Linked DNA regions of Mus musculus: region 2 is linked to region 1. Evidence: chromatin contacts called from public promoter capture Hi-C data. All regions are on one chromosome and are shown on one strand. Each heading gives the region's core, a stretch centred on a gene start, on an enhancer-like site or on the middle of the called end of the contact. The rest is flanking DNA. Distances are from core to core; before and after follow the strand shown.

Evidence for each region. Promoter capture Hi-C pulls out the DNA fragments that hold promoters and counts their contacts.
Region 2: a contact with region 1 is called in a promoter capture Hi-C map of second pharyngeal arch cranial neural crest. The contact joins the promoter of Adgrf4 here to the promoter of Cd2ap in region 1. A contact is called at or near these places in 3 of 39 promoter capture datasets (cranial neural crest, frontonasal cranial neural crest and second pharyngeal arch cranial neural crest) and 2 of 484 Hi-C or Micro-C datasets (the G1E-ER4 cell line and the N1E-115 cell line).

What each region holds. Positions count from the first base shown.
Region 1 is chr17:42,874,577-42,878,269 of GRCm38.p6, reverse strand. It overlaps Cd2ap (CD2-associated protein), which reads left to right and starts at 1,846. Exons shown (of 18, transcript NM_009847.3): 1 at 1,846-1,957. The coding sequence starts at 1,954.
Region 2 is chr17:42,690,628-42,694,320 of GRCm38.p6, reverse strand. Adgrf4 (adhesion G protein-coupled receptor F4) reads left to right here and starts at 2,037. Exons shown (of 10, transcript NM_030067.2): 1 at 2,037-2,255. It also overlaps a transcript of Adgrf2 not described here.

The sequences.
Region 1 (3,693 bases), core at 597-3,096:
AACAGGCAAGCATGTGGTGCACCGACATGTGGAACACATACATGTAAAAATAAATACAATCCTGGATTTCATGGTTTTATCTTTGGAAGACACTCCTAGCTTTAGAACTGTGAGAGTTTTTGGTTTTACTTCTCTGTGCAGCCTCTCTCCTTGAGACTTCCCTTGCTGGTCATAACTTAATTTCTTTTAGGTTCTTACAACCCAACTTGGTCTACTTTAGGCTGTTTATTAAGTTGTTTTGTGTTCATGTCTTGCCTTTGAAACAGAATGCAAAGTCACGAAGGATAAGGGCTATGAATTTTTTATTTGTGTTCTTTGCTTGGGAGGAGACAATGAACGTATTGCTCAATAAATAGTCTTTGACTAATACAAGGCAAGTGAGTTCAGTGATACCCTGCTGACATCTTGTTTATTTGTGCAAATGAAATGTTTTCCTTGTTTCTTCTTGCACAGAACTAATTGCAACTGTTTTATCCACTTGTTTCTACAAGTTTTGCTTCAGAATTCACCATTGGCAATCTTTTTAGGAGTAGTGAAAGATGCTCAAAGCGGGGCTATAGGAGGGAGTGGGAATGGCTATTTACAAAGTCTCTACTCTTGTTCTACACTGTAAATAAACATTTCTTTTAACACATTAACTGCTAAAGCTCCAGTCAGGTTCATTCACCCAGGGACCTACAAAAAAATAAACGGCAGAGCTGAGTTTCAGAGACCCAAGTCGGCCTGGTTCCAACGGGCAAAGCAGTTTAAGTGTCCGGTAGCTGTGAGAATTCAAAGGCGTAATTTCTTGAAAAAAAAAAAAAAAACAAAAAACCAACACTAGGCACAATAGTTGGCAGTCAACACGTTGCTCCCCCATACTTGCTCAGGCCTTGAAGTTGACTTTTTCAAATAGGAGGGGAGGAAAATTAAGGTCATATTAATTAAATTTGTCAATAAGTTGAAGAAAGCTCGTGTTTGATTACAATAATCCTACGCCGGCCTTCATATTGACTCTAGAGGAAAAAAAAAATAATGCCTGGCAATGTTTCAAACCACGATGCCTAATTTAGAACGATTTCTATTTCAAAAGAGGGTGTAGGAAGTCATCTTTGGCCAACAAGAGACTCAAGGAATACAATAATGTATGCCTATGAAAAATTCACTGCGTTTCTCACCCACCCCAAAGAAAAACATTGCTTTTGACCCGCAGGGAACTCTGTAGGTGAACTGTGGGGTCCCCACATTTGCGGGGGGGGGAAGGGGACCCCGCCTTGAACTTCGAAGTTCTCGCTCCCATAGCTGTTCTCTTTTAGATCTCTCACAAGCGACACCTTTGCAAAAAAAAAAAATAAATAAAAAAGAAAGAAAAAAGAAAGTGGGGTAACCGGGGCTCATTTTGCAGAACCCCTTTGGTATCTGTATGGGCCGGGCAGCCAGCTGTGTCGTACACCCCAGGGAGACCAAGTGCCCGCAGCCCGCCACACCTGGAGGATGGTGGCGCGCGCCCCCGCGTGACGTCACCGCACCTGGCACCAGCTGCCGGAGCCTGGGTGGCGCGCGCGGGGGCCGCAGGGGGCGTGGCCGGGAATCCCAGATCGTTCTCGCGAGATTTCGCCCCAGCCGGGTCCCGACTCTCTTCACACTGGGCCCGTGGCTTGCCACCGCGTTCTCGAGCGTGGCGCGCTCCGCCTCCGAGGGAGCGGGTGCGGGCTGACCGTGCGAGACCCCGCCAAGTGCCTCAGCCAGCTGCGAGCGGAAGCGGCCCGGGAGCGTGGCTGAGTGCGCCCTGTGCTCAGGCGCGGACCCCGTTCTCCACCCCCCCTCCCACCCCCGCCTGCCGGGGCTGCGGCCGAGGCCGGGCGTGAGGAGCGGCCAAGCGCGCCGCGGGCGGATGGAGTCGCTTCCCCGCCGCGCCTGAGCCGGTGCACAGAAGGGGCCGCGGGGCCGCGCTCTCCCCGCCAGAGCCGCAGCATGGGTAAGCACTACCGCGCCGGCCACTGGGCTCCTCGCACGCGGGTCGGCTCCAATCGGGCTCTCCCCTCGTCGGTCCTTGTGCGGGACAGCGGGGCTCGAACCCGTGACCCGTTGCCCTGCGCCCTCTGGGAGCCCCTGACTTCCATGGGGGAGGGCGATCGCGAACTTGAGAAAGTGGCACTTGCAGCTCTGCTACTCGGTGGCTTGGTACAGATTGGTTTAAAAAAGAATGCACTCACACCCCCACATCTACTATGCACGCGCACACACACACACACACACACACACACACACACACACACACACACAGACATTTTGTCATAGAGAATTGGAAGCACAGGAAGAAACTTAATTCTCTTTGCGATCGGCTGGGCTTTTTGGCAGTGATTTGTGACTTCTCTCCCCTTCCTCTTTTCGTGGGTCAGTTTTTTGAAATCGTTTTTCCTGGTATTCGTCGTCTGCCTTGTCAGGTGTGTTGGCACCTAGCAGCGCGGCGAATTTCCTCCTCCTGAGGACTGGGTTAGGGGTTCGGTTATTCTAGGATTCCCAGTTGGAACCTCTGGAGGAGCTGTTTGCTGTTTCCTGTTTGGAGGGAGACTTCCTTCTTGGAGGCGAGCAAAAGTACCGGGGCCACAAGGTTGTTTTTCTGTGCGTTCTTCAGGTTTTCGTTTGGAGTCAGAGAGAGAGAGAGCAAGCGTCGCAGCGGACTTCTTTGAAAAGGAGTTTTGTTCAGTGGTGTAACAGTTCTTTTGATAAGTTGCGTCTGGGCTAGACACGAGCTCCCTCGAATGGTTATAATTTAAAAGTAAAGTAAAAGTATGTTTCTCCCCCGCCCCCCCGCCCCCAGCTTGGTGTTACCACAAGGCAAAAAGTGTAAGACCAGTATTTGGTTTTGTGGTATAAATCAGAAAGACATTATCACGTTCTCACTCCAGAGTCGATGCTGCTTAAAACCATTACTGAAATTAATAATTCAGGAAACTAGCGGATGATTTAGAAGCCCAACAAAAACAGGAGCTCTGCTGATGTGGCACCCCGTGCCCACACTTTGTTTTGTGGGAGACAAATTTAGCTAGTGTTTACAGACACTGGCTATTCTGTTTTCTTAGAGCTTCTAATTTTATTCTCCCTCCGCTTCCCTCCTGCTTTGTGTACCTTTTATACACCAAGTGCTTTTTGACTCAGGAGACAAACATTTGCTGTTAGGGACTTTGAAATGAATTCCTTTCCACTTGATTAGTTGAGTTTACGGGGTAATTGCAGGCTTATTCTAAAGCATCAAAAGCTAGCTTAACTGATTGGGATGAAAAGCTAAAATTAAGTATACAATTCTTATCTGTCTTAAGTCAGGATGCAGAATGTAATTAAACATCTTTTGATGGTCCAGAGTCATCATTTTGTGACTTTGAGTTGCTGTGAGCCCTTTTAACCACCTTGGATCTTGTATACTGTTGGACCAGGTGCTAAACAACAGACAGTTCTTTGCAGTTTGCAGTTATTTTAAGTACCCGTCCTTGGAACTGCTGGTTATCCGATGGGCTTGAAACTATGATTAGTATCGCCTTTCACCTTCCCCGTTCTCTCTCTCTCTCTCTCTTTTAAACCGTGGAGATCATTTAAATTTGTGATTTTTGCATAGGGGAAAATCAGTAGGTCTATACTTGAGTATAAGGTCTTCTCCTTCTCTCTTTCTGTCTCTGTCTCTTCACCTCCTCTCCCTGTCTTTGTCTCTGTCTC
Region 2 (3,693 bases), core at 788-3,287, 180 kb after region 1:
GGGGAGAGAGTGAGCACCATCATTTCTCTGTATTCCGTGTTGAGCAGATGTGTCTGGCTTGAAAGCGTTCAACTCCGGCAAACTCACTCTGTGTGACAGGAGGTGGTTTGTCACTGATCAAGGAAGGCCTGAGGATGCTCAGAGATCTACTCTGGCATTCTGGGGGTGGGGTGGGGGAATCTCTTGAAGAAGTCTAGTCCTGAATCTACATGGCAGGCATCTTGAAAGATGTCAGTGGACATGCCTAGCCTAAGTTGACTTGTGTGACACATGCAGCATGCTGTTCTGGTCAGGAAAAAAAAAATCACTTTAATTCTTTAGAATTTGGTTTCCTAATTTGTAAGTGAGGGGCAAGCTAGTCTACCTCCTATGGTTATTTTGATAATTCAAAAAGAGTGAAGTATTTATAATAGTACTTGGAAGTTGCTCATCCAGGTGTTAGTTTCTTTTATCAGAGTGCCTGTGAATACATGCACATACAGATATATACACATATACAAGTAACCAAACAACTCTAGCCTCTGGCATCAGTTTGAATGACCATCTCCTCATAGGAACAAATTCATTGACTTCTAAACAAAACCACGAAGCATCTGATTTTGTGTGTGTAACAGGGTTTCGAGCAAGGAAAACCTACTGAGGCTCATGGAGTGAGCCTGCTATCTAGGGTTGCCAACTGGAATGCAGAGTTCCGCTCTTGCGGAAGAGATCCTACCATGTGACTCCATGTGACATTCTGTGGTGTTTCCACGCCTGGTTTTACTTTTTGCCTTCTCTGAGCAGTCCTCCCTGGTTGATTCCTCAACACAGTTTCTTAGAACATTTACAAACGGTGCTCTTCTCTTACCACTAGTAGTTGCTGTGCCATATTGTTTTTTTTTTTTTGGTCTGTTTGTTTTCCTCTTTTTATTTATCAGCTATTGTTGTGAGTCTTTAGGAATTGATTGGCTTTACCTTTGATAACCACTTTGTAATGTCCTTATGCCTGCTGATAAGGCAACCACGTGACTTACACGTAGCATATGTTCAGTAAATATGTATGTCCAATAAAACTCTTTGATTACACAACCGCTTGAGACTGTTCCCCCCACCCTACCCCCCACCGTCCCAAATGGCCTGGTACTTAATGAGTGAGCTACATAGAACTGACCCATTTCTACAAATGCTGCTTCCTTGACCTGCATTACCATAAGTTATGTAAAACAAGTTCCTCTTGCTTCGTTCTCTTTGTTCACCTTCCCACCCTGCTCCACTATAACTTCTAAGTGGGGAGTTACAGTAGCCCTTGGAAGAAGGCTTGCAGAGAAGAAACATCAGAATTAGAATATGTGGGACTCTGGTGGTGAGGAGATCCATTTAAACTGAAGCTAGGTCAAGTGAAATTCTCTGCAGGTGGACACTACTTTCTGGCTCGTCATTACCCATTGGCATGGAGAGGCTGCAAAAGAAGTTCTCATCTCATTCCTTAGAAATAACAGAATAAGTAAATACAGCTGTCAAGACAGCTCAATGGGTAAAGGTTCTTGTCATTTTGGCCAGCCTGATGACCTGAGTTTGATCCCAGGGTCCTGTGATTTTTGCAAGTCATTCTCCGACTTCCACATGTGCCTTGGCACCCAGGCACACAATTGAATAAGAAGACAGATAAATTAAAAAAAAAGAAAGAATGAGCCACAAATCCCTCTGGCGCCAAAGTAGAGACTAGCTCATAATTTCCTGGCCACTTTCTCAGTATGGTTTTCTCCAAATTCATAGTTACAGGTAAAATGCAACAATAGTCCTTTAAAACCATAAACAATGGTGGCACAAGTTTGCATGTTGTCACCCCTGTTCTAATTACACCAGAGAAGATACAACACAGACTCTCCTGTGATCATCTGAGATAAAGATGAAGAACCGAAGGGCAAACAAGTGACTCACTTTAATGGATTCACTTCAGACAAGAGAAACCTGTAATTTCTCTTAGGCGTGCTTGACAGACCCACTGTGGGGGTGAATCACAGCCTTACACAATCCTCGAAGCTGTGGGCTGCTTTGCAGTGGCCAGATTGGCTTCTCATTACAGGCAGTTGCTTCTCACCCGGGCCTTCGGGACTTCCTTTTCAAAAGATGGAGTCGGGCTGCTATCACTGAAGGGGGCTGAAGGGTTTCAGCGCCGAGACGTGATGGTGAGGCACCATCGTAGGGAGTTCAATGCTGACTTTCCTGCTAGGTGACTATCGGTCTCTGGGCTGCTAGATCTACTTCCTGGATGCGTGAGTACATGGCCCATGGTATTAGCCTTTCCTAAAATAAGGAGCTGATTGTTTTCTGCACCTGTTCCAGAACGGGGTAGATATGTGGTTGGGCTAGAGTTTTCTGGAGTACTTGACTCTGTAGTGTCTCCTCCTTAATGCTTTTTCAAACTTGACTAACCTCAAAGTTAGAATGTCTATTTGATATTTGTTTTTCTTCATGGAGTCATCTGCCAGGCTAGAATTGCTCACTCCTCGGAGTGAAAACATCAAACGCCCTGTCAGGCAACCGAACTTACTGCCTCTGCACTGACTTCATGCCAGATAACTTTCAGTTCTCTTCCTTTAGCTGGAATGCAAAGCTTGAACATTCTGTTTTCTTCCTCTCGTTAACCTGCCAAATTGTCTTTAAAGCAAGGTAAAGGAAAACACTACTTCCTGTTACTGCTGCAAACCCTTCCTAAAGCATCACTCTGGTGTGAGTGGTCAGTGTGGGCTGCTTGCAGGCCTGTGCTCTGGATGCAGGAGACTTAGACTCTTGATTCATTGGGTGTTATTATTTTTTGGCTATATGTTTAGGGGCAGTACTCCGGTGAGTTTCCTCCATAGAACAGAGATATCACCAGCACTATTAATTACGTTATAATTATTAAAGTATTAAGATAGTGGGCGCAATGAAAATGCCTTTCAACTCTGAACTTTTGTGATTCTTGGGAGCCACCAGCATTGGAATCCAGCTACAAAGCAATGGGGGCAAATCATTTAAAATAAGCAAGAAGAGATGGGTCTGATTCTGTTCTAGTAGTTCTCTGTAGATGCCTTTCCACCAAGGCTCCACACCTCATCCATGCTGAAAGAGAACCACTAAGTCAGTAAAAGTGAGCCTGTAGATTCAATGACTGAGGTCAAGATAGAAACAACTTACTTAGCCATCCGATGTTATAATCAAAGTTGCAATTACACGAGTAGAGTAAAATATACAGTTATTGAATTAGGCTTAGGTGAGTGCATGTGCACACACACACACACACACACAGACAGAGACAGACAGACACACACACACCCCTCACTCTTGAATTCCTCATTCTCCAGTTAACCTTTCTGAATTAGTCATTCCCATAAGACAGTAGGATGGATTAAGGAGTATGAAGCCAGTTGTCTACACAAGCAGGAATGTGTGCCCCTCTCACCCTGTGTACATCCCTGGAGAGGAGAGAACAGACAAGTGAGAGCTCACGTAGTAGTTCTTCACCACGGTCTACAGGACAATTCTTGGCCTGACCTTTTCTTATTTTCCTTGGGAGCCCGATGCTGGCTCTCACCTGGCGTGTTGAGACGTGTGAGGAGCACCTCCATGTGTGTGACTCATCCTGTAGCTTCACCCAGCAAGTGACAGGAGCGCGTTCCAGGACCCAGACAGACTGGTTATCGTTTGGAATTACATCTCACTCAGAAACTG